Linked DNA regions of Mus musculus: region 2 is linked to region 1. A link is a contact called in public Hi-C data. All regions are on one chromosome and are shown on one strand. The core of a region is the stretch at or near the end of the contact, and the rest is flanking DNA. Distances in the headings are between cores, read along the strand shown.

Evidence for each region. A called contact is a pair of places that touch in the nucleus more often than the background predicts.
Region 2: a Hi-C map of the N1E-115 cell line shows a contact between it and region 1, with 12 times the contacts expected there. The contact joins two enhancer-like sites. A contact is called at or near these places in 15 of 484 Hi-C or Micro-C datasets (the G1E-ER4 cell line, the HL-1 cell line, the N1E-115 cell line and 7 more) and 1 of 115 datasets of contacts at active chromatin or transcription factors (embryonic stem cells).

What each region holds. Positions count from the first base shown.
Region 1 is chr9:27,411,017-27,418,181 of GRCm38.p6, reverse strand. No RefSeq gene overlaps it. Among named protein-coding and RNA genes, the nearest start is that of Spata19, 18 kb to the right of the region's middle. Within about 2 kb of position 3,956, at least 66 of the 459 cell types and tissues checked have an H3K27ac peak or open chromatin away from gene starts, as enhancers often do. A contact at or near this core is called in the N1E-115 cell line, where this site is marked.
Region 2 is chr9:27,519,492-27,526,656 of GRCm38.p6, reverse strand. It overlaps Gm30791 (a long non-coding RNA gene), which reads right to left. Exons shown (of 3, transcript XR_379207.2): 2 at 5,165-5,362; 3 at 4,166-4,352. Among named protein-coding and RNA genes, the nearest start is that of Gm30791, 4.2 kb to the right of the region's middle. Within about 2 kb of position 3,161, at least 2 of the 459 cell types and tissues checked have an H3K27ac peak or open chromatin away from gene starts, as enhancers often do. A contact at or near this core is called in the N1E-115 cell line, where this site is marked.

The sequences.
Region 1 (7,165 bases), core at 2,707-5,206:
CAGACTCTGCCATTAACTGTCCTCAGCATCTCCTGAAAAGAAACTCTAACACCCTGTCCTAGCTGTCACCATTCATTATAGCCCCATAGTGTGGCGTGTGCTCCCAACTTTCCCAGAAGCCTTCACACTTTTGTTCACAGCCCTTCCTTGTGCCAGGTAGCTGAAGAGTCAGCTGTGAGTATAATGCTCACGTTCCTCTCCTTCATGGAAGTCTCTGGAACTGTGCTTCTTGGTCCTTGGTCTTTCAATCACACTAAACAATCAGCAGGGGAGAAATCGATAGTTCAGCAGTTCGTTGCAGACATGGATATATATTTCTTCATGACTCAGAAAACTAGTAACTAGCTGTTAATCACATATCTAGGACGTGCAGAGCTAAGATGTCTCATTAATATTCTTTCTCTGTCATCAAAACTTAAATTATGAATAAACTGAACACACTTTTTCTGTAGTCTAAGTGCTGTTTTGTGTGTGTGGACTAAACAGTTGTCAATAAACAAGGGCTCTGAATTAATGCAACCAAAGGTTCCATAACGAGATGTTGCTTATGGCCAGAAATGACCAACTGCAATGGAGAGAGCCAGGGTGTCCAGACAGCACCTGAGATAAAATTCAGGTTAGGAGAAGGAGAGTTGGCCTCATAATCAAAAAATAGTAGTCAGTCACCAGTAGCCAGCATGGAGTGGCTGGGGAGAAACCTTTCTCAGAAGGATAATTCCCCAGTCTTTGAAAGCCTAGTTGTATGTGCAGGAAGTCCACCTATACTCTCTTCCTCTCAGTCACAAAGGATGGAGGAGGGGAGTGGGATATCTTAATGGGAAAAGTGACATTGAAGATAATGTGTAAAGACAAAAAAAAAAAAGTCCATAGAGAAGGCAGAGAGAGCAGGATGCATGGTGGGTATTATCAGGTAAACAGATGAGTAGCGCAGGTGTGGGTAAGAGAGAACCCAAAATGGAGTCTCTGCCAAAGCTTTGCACCCAGGTTTGCTCCGAGTCTTCTGTTCCCTTGTAAGGAAGGTTGTCGGGTTCATCCCTGGCTATAAACAGCAATGTCAAAGGAATCACTCTACAAACAGGCACCGTAACTGTCTGGGGAAAACCACTTTGCACTGCCAGAGTTCCTGTCAGGGGAGCTTGCAAGCTTGGTCACACCTGGGACAGAATGGCATTCAGGGAATGAAGCACAGTACAGAGACACTGAGTGGGGTATAAGGCTAAGTCATGAGAAGGTATTAGGAATACAGACAGTGAGTAGTGTTAGCCTGAGTCTGGGGATGTAACGGGCAACTGTTTGGCCTTACAGTGTGGTAGCTCAGGCTGCCCCGAGTCATGCAGACTTTACTGAATACCCTTTAGAGATGACAGGACCCAGACATCACTCCACAGAGACTTCCAAGGCCATGCACAAAAATGGAGGAAAATTAAACATAAGAAATTACATTAAATATATGGACTATGGAGTACAGAGATGAATTTGCAGCTTGTTAGAATGCTAGGAGTGATGAGGAAAGATAGCAGACTTCAAACAGAGGGCACATAGTGTAGGTTGGGACTTAACACTGAGTAGAATGTTCAAACAGAGTGGGGGTTGGTGGGGCGCTAACCAAAGATGTACACAGAGTCCCAGGAGAGAGCAAAAAGTCACCAGGCAAGGCTCAAGCCGTGGCGGTGACAGGGCCCTCCCTCCCAGCTGCCTTGCCTGGGGCAGCCACAGGGGTTAGAAGAACTCTGGAGACAGCATGTCACCACCTAAACTCTCTCCAGGATGTACAGAAGCAGCCAAGCATCGTGACACACTGTTGTACACAGTGCCTGCCCTCTGACAGCATGCTGCGGGAAGAGAGGCACTACTTGTATAAATGGTACTTGCCAGTCACCTTCTGGGATTGAAATGGGAGGAGTCTAAGATCTGGTCGGCTAAATTCAATTTGAAGACAGGCAGGAGACCAAACAGCTCTCAGAGGGAGAAACAGAGCAGAGTTTCACATCAAGGTTTTGGCCAGGCCCACCAAGCAGGAGAGGAAATGGAGATATTAGTCAAGGCATGAGGCTTTTCCCTCCTCTAGCCTCTACCTGCACACTGTCAGGATCAGCTCTAAGTGGAGGGACTCTCCAACAGTCTCACTGTCCAAGAGATAAACTGAGGCCCACTTGCATGTTCTCCCTGGAGAAAAGGGATTCCGGGAGAGAGGTTGTACCTAGCGTGCAGTAAGCACCAGCTTTTCTGAGCTAGAGTGTTTCTAGCACCTCAACTACCATCACAGCAGCATTACCGTCTCCAGGCCCAAAGGAGTCAAGAGCCTAGACCATGTTCAGAGCAAGAGAAAGGTGGAGCAGCCTGGACAGTTCCTGCTGCTTCTGTCTCTTCACCTGTGTCCCCACATGGCTCTCCAGTGTGTAGGACCATGGCCCTAAGGAAGCAGAGTAGTACAAAGTCAGGGGGAAATGTTTTGTGTATCCTTCGCTCCACAAGGTGTTAGTAGATCCCTAGTGTAATGAAATGTGTGCGCACAAATACATGCTATGCATATGTCTACAATGTGAATGGATGTGTGTGTGTGTGTGTGTGTGTGTGGTCTCCATCCTGCAGGAAGCAGAGAGCAGAGTCAACTCCCTTGAGGAAGAACGAAAGAAAAGAAGGTGGAAACCTAAAGGCTTTCAACAATGGAGAATGGGCAAGTGGGTTGGGATGGGAAGGCTGGAATCGGCTCAAGCAGAAAGCTCACAAGGCACCTCTAGACCGAGTTAAATCCACAGTGTTTCTTTGTAGTTCTCTCCCTTTGCTAACTCTCCTGGACCACAATGCAGCAGAATACCCAGGGTCCCTGGCAGAAAGAATGGAGGGATGGGAATCAGAAGCAGTGGACTGTCCTGTGGGCTCAGGGGTTAAAGGTGCCATAGAGCAATACATCCTTCCAAATGCCCTCTGATCCCAACTGTGGCAGCACTCTTGGTTCCTGTACTCCTGAAGGAGAAGAATTTCTACAAGGACACAGACAACACTAGCAGCCAAAATTTACTTACAGCAAGCACAAAAGTGCAATTGAGCTGGTATATGCCAGAGAGAGAACCAGCCTTGCCCAGTATCTTCAGTGCCATCTCCCTTGAGGTTAGGATTGGTCCTTCCCTGCCCTACGGCTGTGGTCCAAGATGCTGCCCCCCCCCTCTCTCTCTCTCTCTATATATATATATATATATATATATATATCTCCAAGGTCTAGAAATTGTGTCAGTCTGTTAACACTGAACTGAATTAAATATTGGAATGTATATTAAAGTGTAGCTATCCATAAAGTCAAGAAGTTTATGGAAGAGAAATAGAGCCAGATACTAGAGGAGGGGCTCTGTGGGAGTAGAAGCCTACTAAAACCAGATTAATCCCCCCACTAGTTCTCTTACAATTATCTTTCCCAGTGCTCCAGACCTTTCTGTTTTAACACTATCATGTGCTTTAACCCTAACAGAGGAGAATGAAGAAAAAAAAAAAAAAATGCCCCTGGCTCCCTCCCAAACCTGACAGCACAATGAATCAAGGTTGTGCCCTGCATTTTCACCAAACCCCCTCCTCACAGGGTTGGAGGCCAAAGTCTCAAAGTACTTCACCCCAGATTCTAATAAGGCCACCTAGACACAGACACAGGTTCCCAAAGTTCCTGAACCCTAGAATATGCCTCCCCACAACCTCCTCTCTGGGAATCCCACCTGGCTGGGTATGCCAATGGCGAGTCCAGAGTAGCGCGCAGCTGTAACCTGAGTCTGCGCACAACAGCCAGTGAATTCATTCCCCCAGGAGTCAGCTCCCCACAGGGCCCAGCTGAGCAGATGCCTGTGCCAGAGCGCCTCTCCGAGCCAGCAAGCAGAAGACTGCTGGTCGCTGCTCCTCCTACACCCTGAGTAAGCACAGGAACTTCCCTCACTGGAAAGGCAGGACAGAGCTGGCTGTGGACACAGATGAGAGCATGCTGGTGGCTTGGGTACCATCTATTTGTTGGGGGAAAATCTGAGCAATTTACACCCTGGGTTGGACGTGTGGCAAAGGCACTCCTGGATCGACACCGCCCTCTGCTGGCCATATGCGGCCATGACAACATCCTTTGGACTGGAACACAAACCCAGGAAGGCCAAGCTTCCCACTATGAAAGGTGGAGAAACAGCAGCCAGTCCCCCCAGCACCTCTTTCAGGAGCATACAAGCTGGACTCAAAGAAGAGGAGACACTTCCTGTACCTTTTCCAGGAAAACCCTCTGTCTTTTCATGGTTTGTATTCCTGCACAAAGCATCAGGACCAAGAAAAAAGTTGGGGTTCCTAGGAAAGAGTTTGTTTGGCTTACACTTCCACATTGCTGTTCATCACCAAAGGAAGTCAGGACAGGAACTCACATAGGGCAGGAACTTGGAGACGGGAGATGATGCAGAGACTATGGAAGGGTGCTGCTTACTGGCTTGCTTCCCCTGGCTTACTCAGCTTGCTTTCTTATAGAATCCAAGACTACCAGCCCAGGGATGGCACCACCCACAGTGGGCTGGGCCTTTCCCCCTTGATCACTAATTGAGAAAATGCCTTACAGCTGGATCTCATGGAGGCATTTCCTCAAGGAGGCTCCTTTCTTTGTGACAACTCCAGCTTGTGTCAAGTGGACACACAAAACCAGCCAGTGCGTCCCGTTCCTGGCCACGCTGGCTTTCAGATGCCAGCCAACACACTAGGCGAGCACTGTACCTCTGAGTCCATCCCTACCCCTAGAGATTATTTCCCCTAGGTATGTGTGGCTCTTTATTACTCTTAAAGACCACCATGATCTTCATTCTGAAATTTTATGGGCCTGGAAAGCAGAAACTATCCCCTTGCAGAAGGGCAAGGTTACTGTCCCACGTTGCCCAAGGCTTATGCGATTGGTTCATGGGCGTGAGGAGCAATGGCCAGCAGCCACTGCAGCTAGAAAGTGCAGTGCAAATCCCTTTCCTAAACATATATGGTTAGGAGTCACTGTGGCTGGCCTGGCCTGAGGTTTGCCAAGTGTCAGACACCTACTGTACCACTGACAGTGGTTCCCGCCCTTGGACTTCAAAAAGACTCTGTGAACCTGGATCACAGTGAGGTTGAACACCTCCTCAAGATCAAGGTACCAAGGGACAGATGAGATTCCAGGGCCAATATGTGTGTGTGTGTGTGTGTGTGTGTGTGTGTGCGCGCGTGCGTGCGTGCGCGAGCTCTCGCTCGCGTACACACACGCTACACAGTCCCCCTCAGGAAAAGGCCTTGCATGTACACCTCTGCTAGAAGGTACACAGCTACTTAAAAGCCTTCCTACAAAATAAAGCCACTGCCCTGCCTTTCTCTGGGCTGTCCCTTCTCTCACGGCAACCTCCTCACATAATCCATCCCACACTCATTATGCTGGCCTCCATGCCCAACTACACACACACACACACACACACACACACACACACACACCAGCAAGTGACGAGTGAAGGCATAAACTGCAGTGCTAGGAGAGATGAGACCCAGGATTCAAAGGAACAATGGGGAGAGGACAGCAAAAGAGATGCCAACACTCAGGCCAGAGTCACGGCCAGTGGCTTTGTCTTTCCTTGAGTACTGCCAGGAGTAGGAAGAGGGTTCTGGGATCCCCCCTGCCCTACGTGGGTATGCATCCCAGTGACAGAGCCCGCTGAAAAATTCAGAAGCTGATGGTATCATCCTCTGTGACAACCAGGGCAAGATGAAACAGGTGGGCAGGGACCATCCTCACACAGGTTCCACTTCCCTGTGGGTCACTCAGAGTTCCCCAATTCTCAGAAACACCTGACATTTTCTCTAGACTCTCTTTTCCCTCTCTTAGGAAAATGGCTTTCAGCCCTACATCGACTGCTGGGTAATTGGAAGACATATAGAAGAGCTACTGGCTTGCGTGGAGGCAGAGTGCTGCCTCCCCAGACCCTGGAAGGATGGAGTACACCTCCCTAGAGCAGTCTATGAAGTAAGCAAACACATATGCATATACACTGTGTCTCAAACCAAGCAGAACCAGTTGATGCTGTTGTGTGGAATACCCAGAGGGTGCAACAACCACTAAGCCATCTGAGAGAGCCTAGAGGGGCCTCTTGTGCCCCCATTTTGTCCACGTTACACACCAAGATGAGTTGCCCCTATAGGACCAGAGCCTGGGCCCCTCCTAATGCTTTATACTTCTCAGCCTCCATCCTCTCCTTATACATCTTCCTTGCCCATCTGTTTTGTGTGGAAGGCCTGCCTGCATACTCTCACAATCACTGGGCATCCATTCCTTCCCATGTGGCCAAACTACCCCATTTTTATGTGCTGGCATTTTACTTAGGGTTTCTATTGCTCTGAAGAGACACCATGACCATGGCAACTCTTATAAAGAAAAACATTTAATTGGGACTGGCTAACAGTTCAGAGGTTTAGTCCATTATCGTCATGGCAGGAAGCATGAAAGCATGAAGGCAGACAGGGTGCTGGAGAGGTAGCTACGAGTTCTACAGGCAGAAGCAAGAGAGAGAGAGAGAGACACTGGGCCTGGCTTGAGCTTTTTGGATCCTCAAAGCCTACCCCAAGTGACACAATTCCTCCAACAAGGTCACATCTCCTAATAGTGCTTATGAGCCTATGGGAGCCATTCAAACCACAGATGGTTTGGCCTTTGGTGAGGATCAAGGCCAAGCTCCAACTAACTCAGGTATCTCAAGACACTTGCTGAGTCTTTCTTTACCTTGAGCTGAGGGTCCCCACTACATATGGTATAGCTTATGAAAGCAGCTTTTGTCTTAAGTCCTCCTTGTTGTAGCCCCGTAAAGCAATTCCCCCTGGAGCTGCAGAGATGCACAAGATTATCACTAGCAGTCTTCCAGGCTCAGCTAGGGTCTACAAGAGATGCCAATGACTCAGATTGAACACTGATTCCTGACTCTGTCTAGAACCAAAAGGGTACATTAGGAAGTTATACACACTTAGATGACAAGAACAGGCCAACAGGCTACATCCCCACTTCAAATTCTAGCTGGGCAAGCCGGGGCCAGCTCCCTGCCCACCTGCCCAGCCCACCTTCTGCCCTACCCTCCCAGAAGATCCATGACCCGCAAAGCTGTTATTAGCGCTTTCAGCTCCATTTAACTACACAAATGGCTTGGTCACAGCTGAC
Region 2 (7,165 bases), core at 1,912-4,411, 110 kb before region 1:
GTAGGTGCTGGTTACAGACAACCCTTTAAGGACCATGGGTAAAGTCCAAGTTCTAATAGCTATCTAGTTCTTTGAAAGCCTAAGGCCACATCTCTCATAGTTTTCCATGGCTTAAGCTTGATGTATAATAAGTACCTAAGAAGTGTGCATTGACTTTAGTGAATGAAACAACTCATTATTGGATGCCATTATTTGCATGACTTATACAGTGCAACATAAAAGCACTTCATAATCTTTGCATCTTGTCATTTCAGTGAGTCCAAATCAACCCATTCCTAGAGATCCTGGTCAGTAGCCTTCAGTCAAACTCAGTGCTGTTTCCAAAGAGGAAAACAAACACACAAAAAACTAGATGCTCCCCAACTAAAAAAAGGATCATGTCTGTATGCTGCTATGTTGTCATCACCTGCACCACCAGGGACTAAAGGTGAATACTTGGCAAAATCGGTCATAGAGATTTCTCCTCAAAGCAGCTTCTCCCTGCTGTGAGCCAACATGTATGACAAATAAGGCTTGTGAAGACCCAGCCACCATTTACCCATCTCTAGTACCCAGAAGCAACTGACCACCTTCAAAGGTAGGATTCATCGAACACCAGTTGCCCTTGAGAAACATCATCACATCATACCTGTAATCCAGCCATCACCTCCTTCGTGGAAAGTGATCACTGTAGTGGGTTGGCCTAATGTTGCTTGTACTTTAATACTAACTTGGGGCCCCTAGGACTGGTTAGCCTAGAGAGGGAGTCCACAAGTAAGACACTGAGTAACCCTGGTCCCAGTTAATGGTGATTGGTAAATAAAGATGCCAATAGCTAATAGCTGGGCAGAAGAGACGTAGGTGGAATTGAGGTTTCAAGGGTTTGGGGAGAGAGGACCATAAGGACAGAAGGAGGAGTAAGGAAGCTGCCATGGAAGAAGAACATACAGGAGGGAGAAGGAGACCTGCCATGGGCTAAGGGCCAAGAAATTGTGGCTCCGAGCGCTGCCCAATTGGAGTTAAGAGCATCCCAGATGGAACATGGTAAATAGTTAGTGACAACTTAGGGTTATTGACAGGAAAGTAGATTCTAACAGCATGGAGAGTGGGCAACTTCCCAGTTATTGTGTTGCCTAAGACATATTAAGAATGGCAGAGAAGCACCTGAAAAAATATTCAACATCCTTAATCATCAGGGAAATGCAAATCAAAACAACCCTGAGATTCCACCTCACACCAGTCAGAATTGCTAAGATCAAAAATTCAGGTGACAGCAGATGCTGCCGAGGATGTGGAGAAAGAGGAACACTCCTCCATTGTTGGGGGGATTGCAAGTTTGTACAACCACTCTGGAAATCAGTCTGGCAGTTCCTTAGAAAATTAGACATAGTACTAACGGAGGATCCAGCAATACCTCTCCTGGGCATATATCCAGAAAATGTCCCAACCGGTAAGAAGGACACATGCTCCACTATGTTCATAGCAGCCTTATTTATAATAGCCAGAAGCTGGAAAGAACCCAGATGACCCTCAACAGAGGAATGGATACAGAAAATGTAGTACATTTACACAATGGAGTACTACTCAGCTATTAAAAAGAATGAATTTATGAAATTCCTAGCCAAATGGATGGACCTGGAGGGCATCATCCTGAGTGAGGTTACACAATCACAAAGAACTCACACAATATGTACTCACTGGTAAGTGGATATTAGCCCAAAACTTAGGATACCCAAGATATAAGATACAATTTGCTAAACGCATGAAACTCAAGAAGAATGAAGACCAAAGTGTGGACACTGTACCCCTTCTTAGAATTGGGAACAAAACACCCATGGAAGGAGTTACAGAGACAAAGTTTGGAGGATGGACTATGTAGAGACTGCCATATCCAGGGATCCACCCCATAATCAGCTTCCAAACACTGACACCATTGCATACACTAGCAAGATTTTGCTGAAAGGACCCAGATATAGCTGTCTCATGTGAGACTATGCCGGGTCCTAGCAAACACAGAAATGGATGCTCACAGTCAGCTATTGGATGGATCACAGGGCTCCCAATGGAGAAGCTAGAGAAAGTACCCAAGGAGCTAAAGGGATCTGCAACCCTATAGGTGGAACAACATTATGAACTAACCAGTACCCCGGAGCTTGTGTCTCTAGCTGCATATGTATCAAAAGATGGCCTAGTCGGCCATCACTGGAAAGAGAGGCCCATTGGACACACAAACTTTATATGCCCCAGTACAGGGGAACACCAGGGCCAAAAAAAAAAAAAAAGGAATGGGTGGGTAGGGAAGTGGAGGGGAAGGTATGGGGGATGTTTGGGATAGCATTGGAAATGTAATTGAGGAAAATACATAATATATATATATATATATATATATATATATATATATATATATATATATATATATATATAAAGAATATAAAGGCCATATGTGTATGTGTCTTTCATCTGGGAACATAAATCATCTAAGATAGGGAAGAAGCTCCCAGCAAGGATTTTTAATATTTTGACAACTCACCACATGGGCTGCCCCAGAGAGCACTGCACCCCAGCCTTTCTAGGCTTTCTAGGCTTTTTGGTAACCATGAGGAGCCAGCCACTTTCCAAACCATATCCTGTTTTATGTTCGACACACTGCTTCCAAACTGCAAATACACACTATGATGAGTGTCTTTGTGTGCCATTGGCCCAGATAGCCCCCATCCCAGCACTGTCCTCCAAAGAACGCACAGCCTCCCCAATGGCTGTATGTTATCACTGACTCCAAGGAGCCTCGTGCCAAGCAAGAGACAGAACAAGAATTTTAAATGGCACTCTCTGTATCCATAGCCTGGATCAAAAAATGCCTAAAAAGTCATGTTTGAGAAATTCTTCCAAAATTCACAAGCAACCAAAAGTCAGATGAGGACAGCCCTTCACAAACATAGGGGTAGATGGAATATTTAAAGTTGCTCTGTAGAGCCAAAGAGCCAGGTTATTTATTTTGCAGGGTTGATCAATCATTTGTTTCCCTAAAGAATGCCAGGCCTTTAACTACTCATCTGATTACATCTGCAGCAACCACATTACTGCTGCCTTGTACTTAATATTTCATCCACGTGGCTCCCAGCACGCCAGTGGCTGCAGGAGGTTGACTCTCCACCGTGACGCCTGCTGGCTTTGAGGAATCACTCTACTCACCCCGGTTTCACTCACCTTCCCTCCCAGCCCCCAGATTAAAAGGTAAAGGACAGAAATGGAATAATAACTGCTTATTTCTTTTCCTTCTCACTTCAAACAGGAGATTTACTTTCAAAAACCCCATTAAGGGTTTGATATGTTTGCTGAAAAACTGCTACTGACTTAAAAAGCACTAGCAAATTACATTGGCCTGCAGCTCCTGGTGGCTGTAAGGCTTCAAGATAAGGTAAAGTTCTTGTCTCAGCAGCAGGGCTGTGGTCTGAATTGATCCCAGCCCAAGCAGCGATTGCCTTTCCATGTGCGGGGTGGGCAAGAGGGATTCCGATGTTTGTCAGTTGCAATGATAACAACAAATAGGTGTTAAGTACCTACAGGGGAGCTAGACATGGTACCAGATACAGAAGTAAAGGGTTGGGGGGGGGGGTCACTGTCCTCACATCGCTTCAGCCTAGAAGAGAGACAACATAAATCTGCCACTCTTGGGACTGACAGTCCCATTGTTCATTTGGCCTTCTACCTGCCACCCAAGTAATTTCCTACAACATCACTTTTGTTTTATGCTACTAATGATTTGGTCTAGAGAGCCAGCCTTTCCACTGAAGGGAAACAAGGGGACAGAAGTGTGCCGGTCAAATGCACAGAACAAATAAGATAATATCACAAATTGTAATGGCATAGGCTGCCTGGTTTCAATATTGAATAGTGGGACTGAACAAATGGCTCAGTTGTTACAAGCACTGGCTGCTCTTTCAGAGGACCAAGTTGACAGCTCAGTACCGCAATTGTGGTTCACAATGACATATAACTCCAGGTATAAGAACTGACACCCTCTTCTGACCCTCCCCAGGTACCAGGCTCACGTGTTGTGCATACATGCAGGCAAAGCACTCACGCACACAATACAAGACATTTAAATCTTAAGCAGAGGGCACTTTATTATCTTGGATCATTTAGGTTTCTGTGACAAAATACTAAAGCACCCTAAAATGGCTGGCTTATGAACAGTAAACAGCTCTCTCCATTCTGGGGCTGCTGAGTCCAAATGAATGCCAGGCACTAAACGACGCCATGCTTGGTGAAGGCCACTTTCTCTTTCCCAGATGTCCTCACTGTGATGGAAGGGGCACTTGGAATTTTGGAGTCTCGGAGGTTTCTTCTGTTTAAGAACACTGGTGTTGAAACTAGAAAGGCGTCCATGAGAAGGGATGGCTAAGATCTTAAGGTAGCTAATAAACAGAGGGCGAGAAACAGAAGGGAGCCACCTGGAATGGGGCAGGGGACAAAGGGCAGTGTGGAGGGGAGGCAAAGGAAAATAAAGCAGGACACACATGTACAGAGTCACCGAGATGAGATTTACTTTGTTTGCTAATCTAATTTTAAAATTTTTAAAAGCTATGTCTAAACTTTAAACAACAAAATTATGTCCGTGTCCAATCACCCCATCTCTGTCTCTCTGGTTCTGCATTTTTTCCACTTATACCACACAGAACTTATCATCTCACACATTTGACTGTGTTATCTCTGCTTCCCTGCTTTTCTGGGGGGCAAAAGCCAGCATAGAGCAAGCACTTGTGCAATTAGAGAGGCTGAGTTCAGGTCTCTTCAGAAGAGGAAAGGCCACGAAGAGAGGAGTAGCATTAACAGTGTCAGGGATTGGTTCTTGCCCGTGAGATGGATCTCAGTTTGGGCCAATCATTGGTTGGCCTTGTCTGGCCTCAATGAGAGAGGATGTGGTCTGTGCCTGGTCCTGCAATGACTTGATGTTCTGGGGGGAGGGGTGTAAGAAGGATGCTTGGGGGGGGGGGTGTACCACATTCTCAGAGGAGAAGAGAAGGGATGGAGGAGGAGTTGTAAGAGAGGCCTGGAAGGAGAAGGGGGCTGATATTGGGGTGTAAAGTGAATAAGTAAATACATTAATGGAAAAAGGGGGTGGGGGGAGACAGCAGCATTCAGCTTTCACTACAAGATGAGTGCCTCAAGTTCACTCTCTTACCAAGAACCTCTGGTGCCTCCCACGAAGTGTGATCCGCAATCCACAGCAAGGAACTGTTTGCAGCATCTGATTCTCCTGACCCTTGTGACCAGGCTCAGTTAGGAAAGAACCTCTGGCCCACAGCCCAGAGGCTTGAGGCTTCCAGGCAAAACGTGCTCCTCCAGTTGCCTGGCATATCAGTGAAGTGCATTTCTCCAGCTGCAAAGAAGGCCCACAAGAGACAAGGACCCTTGGTCAGGAACAGAGTAAGTACCCAGTCAGTTCTCAATGGATGAACAAGTGAAGATATTCACAAATAAATGTCCACACAACCAGGAAGTTCAGCCTGGCTTTCCCTTTCAGTCAGGTTAATTTGGAGAGATTTGCAGTAAGTGGGTTCTCTTATCCTCTGAGTAAATCTCAGAATAATTTCCAACTCGTTGACTGGTGTGCTTAGTGCCTCCAGTCAACAAAGATTTGCAAGGACTATGAACGAATTGAAGAAGTAAAGATGATACAGACGATATAAAAATACAGAAAACAATAAATCTGAGATGCTTGGTCCCTAAAAATGTGGATTAAATGGACCTATCCAGTTGTTAAAGTCTGTGTTCCCAGTTGCCAAGGCAAACCCTTTGACCTAAAGAAATCAGCCTGGGGATGGAGAGATGGCTCAGGGGTTAAGAGAATTGGCTGTTCTAGACATCCTGAGTTCAATTCCCAGTAACCACATGGTGGCTTGCAACCATCTATAATCTATAACGGGATCCAATGCCCTCTTCTGGCACACAAGTGTACATGCAGGTATAGCACTCATACATTAAATAAATAAATCTTTTTAAAAAAAAAGGAAAGAAAGAATGAATGAGAGAGAAGAAAAGAAAAGGAAATGGAAAGGACAGGGAAAGGAAGGGAAGGGAAGGGAAGGGAAGGGAAGGGAAGGGAAGGGAAGGGAAGGGAAGGGAAGGGAAGGGAAGGGAAGGGAAGGGAAGGAAAGGAAAGGAAAGGAAAGGAAAGGAAAGGAAAGGAAAGGAAAGGAAAGGAAAGGAAAGGAAAGGAAAGGAAAGGAGAGAAACGAAACTTCACTTAAAAAGAAAACCAGGGTTCCTTGTTGCCAGAAGTGAAGGGGCTCTGGTCTAGACATGTACCTGACCCTGCCATGTGTCCTGACCCTGCCCACTGTTGGTAAAGTATTGTGGCTTATACTTCTCTTCCCACCCAGGATGACATAAAATGCAATCAGGGCTTCTCTATTTTCTCATTTATCTTTCCACTCCAAATCCCTCATTTACGAGCCTGTTGTCTTTCGGGTGTTTTTGGAAGCTCCAGCGCTTTGCCGCTGACAGGAGGCTCAGTGAAAAGCAGTCAATGATTTCATCTGATATGTTTGTCTCTCTTAATAGCAAGTCTGGCTCTTCTTGCCAAAGATTTAGGCCTAACCTTTTCTTCTGAACATTTTAGACAGAATCATTTTCAGGGGACAACTCCCTTCCCTCAGCCTTCTAGCTGTTCGCTTACCATGATGCATTGTGCAGCTACACCATGTTTTCTCACAGACTCACCCTGCCCGGGGTATCTAGGCTCTGGATATGACAAAGGCACCCCGGGGCTGCAAAGCAGTGGAGCAAAGCCTTCTCAGGAAGCTCTCACACTAAAGCAGCTCCGAGTCCTTGTTAAGGACAGTGAGTCCCAGCTTAATTGCACATCTATGGCCCTGCTAACTAGGCCCAAGGTCTGAAACAGGACTCAGGGCAATCTTGAAATCATGTAATTTTTCGCCTCAGTGAGCATGCAAATGTATTAGGGGGAGGCAAAGGAGAAAGGGGTCTTAATTCAGAGTCTTCTGAAAATGGCAGTGAATGATAAAGGGAGTTAGATCATAGACAGGAGAGCTGGGAAGTAGCACTGTCTCCCAACCCTTTCCCACCTAAAGCCTTGATGAGGGAAAGATGTGGGCATCTTTCACCTGGGCTGGGCAAGACCTGAATGCCTGGGGATTTGGAGCTCAGTAGTACAGTGCCA